Regions from separate parts of the Zea mays genome. Here region 1 is linked to region 2. The links are chromatin contacts, called in public Hi-C maps. All regions are on one chromosome and are shown on one strand. Each heading gives the region's core, a stretch centred on a gene start, on an enhancer-like site or on the middle of the called end of the contact. The rest is flanking DNA. Distances are from core to core; before and after follow the strand shown.

What was found. A called contact is a pair of places that touch in the nucleus more often than the background predicts.
Region 1: a Hi-C map of bundle sheath shows a contact between it and region 2, with 3 times the contacts expected there. The contact joins the promoter of LOC542606 here to the promoter of LOC100279825 in region 2. A contact is called at or near these places in 4 of 25 Hi-C or Micro-C datasets (bundle sheath, ear, endosperm and 1 more).

The regions. Positions count from the first base shown.
Region 1 is chr1:56,676,419-56,679,365 of Zm-B73-REFERENCE-NAM-5.0, reverse strand. It overlaps LOC542606 (lesion22), which reads right to left and starts at 1,570. Exons shown (of 6, transcript NM_001112140.2): 1 at 1,272-1,570; 2 at 1,060-1,184; 3 at 351-461; 4 at 8-196. The coding sequence starts at 1,389.
Region 2 is chr1:55,849,360-55,852,109 of Zm-B73-REFERENCE-NAM-5.0, reverse strand. LOC100279825 (DNA-directed RNA polymerase I subunit 1) reads left to right here and starts at 1,337. Exons shown (of 21, transcript XM_008657145.3): 1 at 1,337-2,007. The coding sequence starts at 1,984.

The DNA.
Region 1 (2,947 bases), core at 321-2,820, 830 kb before region 2:
TACTAACCTCTTGTCTCAAAATATTCAGAGCCTGCCCCACATAAGGGACCCACTCCTCAGGAACAAATTCTCTGACTTCATTCACAGCTGCTGCCGTTCTCAATGGATCATAGATCACTGGACCTTTTCCCTTCACAATGTCAAAAGGTATGTTCATCCCAGGAAGTGGAGTAAGGATGTCCGAGAACAAGATGACCTAATAAAAGCACATGAAAAATATTAGCACAACACCAAAGACCAACAGATATTGGGAAATATCTGAAATTCATATACTCCGTGTAAGCTTTGTGATAAATTTCTAAACAGAGACCTTAAACAACATACACAAAAAGCTAAAGTCTGCAGCTTACTCCATCAGGCTTGAAAACCTTCCATGGTTGCAAAGAGATCTCAACAACTAGGTCGACATTTTCTGATCTTTCACGGAACGAAGGATACCGCTCGCAGAGCAATTGGTAGCTCTGCAGAAAAAAACGAAGGGTAATAAGTTAGTAAGGATGGGTGTTCAGTTGTTCACTATCGGTTGCACAAATAAAGCATGCCTTTAAAGGAAACATAGACCCATCCCGGTTCAAAAAGACATGGCTAACTTGGCATTGTTATATAAATCGTGAGTCACAGACACAAAGTTGTAATGGTTCTGAAAAGGCGAACAAGCTCAGTACCAGGATCATTTAGATCAACATGCAATCACTAGGTCTGTTGTGCGTGAACGGGAATCGGCATTCAATTTAAAATAGCAAAATGATTTTGCAGGGAGTTTTGATGATGACTTTTAATAGTTCCCCCTTGACTAGTCCACTTTTCCGCATGCCACTGGAACCTACATCACAGCACCCTACAAACATTTAGCATTTATGTTCCCTTCTATGAAGAATGTTGGCTAAATTCCTTATGTCTCACATGCATGATACATTGTTGATCACTTTTCGAGACTATGACTATATAACACTACCAACCAATTTAAGATCATTCCTCGAGCTGCGCACTGGCATGTTAACTACAAAAATGCTTAGCAGACATACAGATAAAATCGTCACAAAATGGAAGTGAACTTGCCTTCATGTACCTCCCGGCCTGCCTCATGAGCCAGACGGGTGGCCTCTCGACCTTCCTCCCTCTGATTGCGCTCACCAGCAGCGGCTCTTCCGCCGTCCTGGGCGAGGCCTCCTCCACTACCGCCTCTGGAGCACCATCACGTCGAAAGAGCAGCTAAATTAACTTCTCAGCACAAGCATCCCAACCTGTGAGCAGAACAGAAGAAGCTTCACCTCCGACGGCGCTGCAGCGGACGGCCGTGAGCTGCCTGCGTCTGGGCCCGGCGCGGGCGGACCTGCCGCGGAAGAGGGAGGTGGACGGCAGCGAGAGCGGCGGACACGCTGTTGCCATTGGGGCGGGATCCGAGGTGCTGCAGCGGTCGCGGACGGGCAAGGGGGTCGCGGCGTTGGGTCGGGGAGGCGACGACTTGGCTTGCTTGGCTTGGCAAGTTGGCTCAGCCGCTCAGGCGACGGAGAATCGGAAGGGGATGTGAATGGGATCAGGTTGGATGAGAGACGATCTGAGATGAGATGAACGGAGATCGTGGGGATGAGATGGTGGATAATAGCGTGGGCCATCGTGGCCTGTTAGGCCCAGTTCGCTTGGATCTAGATCGAAGAGTTTTATACGTAATTAAATCCTTCTATTCAATTTTGATTAGAAAAGAATTTAATTAATTTAATTTTTTCTAGTCCTTTTCAATCTACTCGTAACCAAATCAATTCCAGTTAGACCGACCTATCTAGCATTTTTCTCGGGTCCTTTTTTTTAAACTTGTAGAAAATAACTATGGTGATAATTTTATAATATCTAGTAAATATGTACATACGGAAAATATGTGATTATAACTACAAAAAAATCATCATATATTATAATATTAAAGATTTTTAATACTTAAAGTACTAAATTATTTAGTTATAAGACATCATGATCATTTTTAAAAATACTATATATGTCATCGTTTGAAGCATACATATAGGTATTGGAAAGATGTCTCCAAGCATCACATAGAAGGAAATCATCGAAGGTCCAACTACTACCGAACACACGCTTCTGAGGTCCTATACTTAGGACCTACCTTGGATCTAACAACGATAGAGGCACACCATCCTTGCGAGCTTGATATCAAACCCACCGAAAGAGTAAAGTTATTTGAGTCATCTCATCTCAAAACACATGGCCTAAAACCCTAGGCTCCCAGAGCCTCGATACACTCTAAGATTCAGGACACTTTCACACTTAAGTTTGTTTGAGCACTGTCGTCCATAAGGGATACCTAAAATCTAGGGTCCCTAGCCTTCAGACACTCCTAATAGCAGTAAACTTATATATTCTTTGCCCCTTGATCTCTAAGCTTCCCAGTTTCGGAGAATTCAAGAAGCTCCTACAATGGTTGTATGGAGACGCCCGTAAGTCAAAGAAATGCAGTTCACCCCCAGCAAGGGCATGATAACTGAAAGGGAAATATGGTTTAACCTTTTCCTATAAATAATTTTGGTGATTGAATGCCCAACACAAATAATCGAACTAACTAGTTTGCTCTAAAGTATATGATATACATGTGCATAAAGGTTCAACATAAACCAATAAAAGATTGAAGAAAGTGTTCAAATTCAAAGGAGCAAAGAAACCGAGTGTGCCCTGGTCTAGCGCATCGAACTGTCCGGTGCACCAGGACCGTACAGTGTCCAACTCTCAACTCTCGGGTTTCTCAGAGCGTGCTTCGCTATAATTCACCGGACTGTCCAGTGTGCCACCGGACTGTCCGGTTCACCAACGGAGCAACGGCTCCTTCGCGCAACGGTCGACTGTAAAAGCTGAAGTTTTAGAGGAACAGTGCGCAACAGTGCGCGGCAGAACAGAGCCGCCCGTTAGAGGCGCAGGACAGTGAACAGTACCTATCCAATGC
Region 2 (2,750 bases), core at 88-2,587:
GTTGGCGCGGGCGAAGAGCCGTTGGCTGCCTGACCCACTAGACATGTCCGGTGCACATCAGATTGTCCGGTGAATTTTAGCCAGCATGCCCGAGCAAAAACCCAAGAGCAGCCAGTTGGGCGAGCTGACCAGGCCAGCACCAGACATGTCTGATGCACACCGGACTGTCTGTGATGCCCAGTTTTCCACAACTTTGGTTCTTTGAGCCAAACTTCTTCACTTCTTTTGACTCTTTTTGTGATGATTCCTAGCACTTAAACAAATATAGTTAGCAACAAAACAATTGACTAAGAGCTAGAATAATACCTTTAACACTTCATTTCATAATGGTTTGCAATATGCTCAAACTAAGTCCAAATGCCACTTTACTTGCACAAAGAAGTTAGTAGCCAAACAAAGGCACAAGAAACATGGACTTCACATCTTCAATTGCTTGATCTAACTCATGCTCATATGAAGAATGTTAGTCCATAGTGGTGTGTTGGTTAGCTAATCACCAAAACAACTTAGAAATGGCCCAAGGGTGCCGGCTTACTATTGGATCTGGAACCCACGAGCTCACCATGTGCCCGCCATTAGGAGTCGCAGGCCACCGAGAGTCACACCGTAGGCCTTGCGGGAGGGGAGCAAGGATGGTTGGGTGGGAGTCCTAATAACGACAAGTGCGGCTGGGTGGGAGGTTGGGAGCTGGATGGGAATCCTGAGTCCTGATGAGTGCAAGTGTGCGGATGGGTGATGAGTGCAAGTGTGCGGATGGGTGAGAGGCTGGGAGCTGGGTGGGAGGGAGTGAACCCCTATTTTCATATATTTTCTAAGATAGGTCCACATATCAGATTCATGGAGCGGGTTTATCGAATATGCAGGTGTGGATACTATTTTTTCTTGCCACTAAAAAAATATCCTCTAGGTCTATTATTATATCCTTATCCCTATCCGCGGATATAAAATTACCCGTATCCGCATCCATTAGGTTTATTATCCGCAAACACACGGATATTTCATGCCAATTGTCATATCTAACTGTATGTTCTACAATGGGGCGCCTGTAAGGACGCCTCATGCTCTAGTTTTGAGTATTATTGTAGAAAAATCATTTCGTATAAGTAAAATAACTCTTATCTTAAAGCCATTAAGCTATAACTATAAACCCTCGGCCCCCCATTGAGCCATAAGTTCATTAACCGTAAACCCTCGGCCCACGTCCGCTGTCTCTTTCGGCGATCTCCCGCTGTCCCGCATGAAACAACACTGCTCCCTCCCCCGGCGGATTGGCCCATCTAAGTACATTAAGCCCATTAGCCCAATAGGTCATATTTCTTTAATACGCTCTCACACTCCCAGCCTGGCATCTTCCCTCTCCACGCCACACGCACGGCTCCATCCTTCTGTCCACGCTCGCGCCGCCAGGGCGCTCGAGCTCGCCGTCGTCATCTCGTCGGGCCGCCGCCTCGCAGCTTCGCCCGCGGCTCTGGTCCGCGCCCCGCCAAGGCCCAGCCCCAAGCTGCCAGCGGCCTCCGGCGTTGCTCGCCGCTCACTGCGCGCCGTCTCGCGCTCTCGCGCCCTCGCCCAGTCCTGCTCTCCCTTCGTCGCTCCGCGGCTCCGCCGGCGTCTGGGCATCCGGCCTTCGGGCTTTGGTGGCGCCCCCCACCGGCCACCGGCCCACCCCAGCGGGCAGCGGCCACTGCAACTCTGCGGCTCTGCCAGGAACAAGGAGGAACAGTGGCGATTCTGCCAGGGACAGGGAGGAGCAGTGGCAGACAACGTCCTTCCTTTTGTTTGGCCCGGGGCTTCGGAATTATCTGGAGCCGCTACTGCCCCCAGCGTTCGGACTCCCGGGTCGCAGGCAGCCACGTCTCGTCCTGGCTCTGGGCTCGCCGCGCTATCGTCTCGGCCATTCGCTCCGACGTCCGTATTCAATAGATTTGCCCTACTCGTGACCACGAGAATCCGGCGAGGAGGGAGACCGCTCGTGCGGAGTCTATAATGGCTGACGGGCAGCATATTCAGGTTGGTGTCTGGTTCCCCCAGCTGTGAACCTCGTGTTTTTGATAACCTCCTGATTGTTCTCCTAGTATGTTGTTGTCTTCTGTTTAGCTGAGTAAGTTTTCGTCCATGATCCACTTGACACTAGCTCTATAATTTAGTGAGCAGTAGCAGGTAGAAAACTTTGTCAAATGAACGTGCTCGGCAATACAAACACCTATTAACTGTCAGGTTGTTAATTCATATGTAACTTGACAATTGACAAATAAACTTTACGTGATGCATTGCTCTGAAGTTATACTCCACACCAGGTGACTGAAATCTTATATCAACAAGTTACCAAAATTTTACCAAAAAATATACTAGAAATTGAGACTGGGTTGGGGATTTGGGGTTAAGGCCATCTCCAGCAGACCGTGTAAACGGTCGTGCAAAGTATTGTTTTGTACTGTAGATTGCACTGTTTACAGAGTGGAGTTTGAAATAGAAATGAGATAAGGAATAGGATAGAGAGTCTGGACATAGTCTATTTACCTGTTCTGGCAGCTGTAGAAGGAGATCCGGGAAGGTGTTCTGGCAGTGAGTGGTGGGTAGGAAGATTTGAGGTGCCGCCTGCCAAAATTGTAGAGGCTGGCCGGTGGGCATGGAGGTGGCAGGTGGACGACGGGGAGGTTTGGGTCACTGGACTTGAAGAACATTTCTGAGCAGTCGGAGAGGACATAGGAAGCATGCACGGAGGAGGAAGGCGCTGGAGCCTGGTGGGAGGT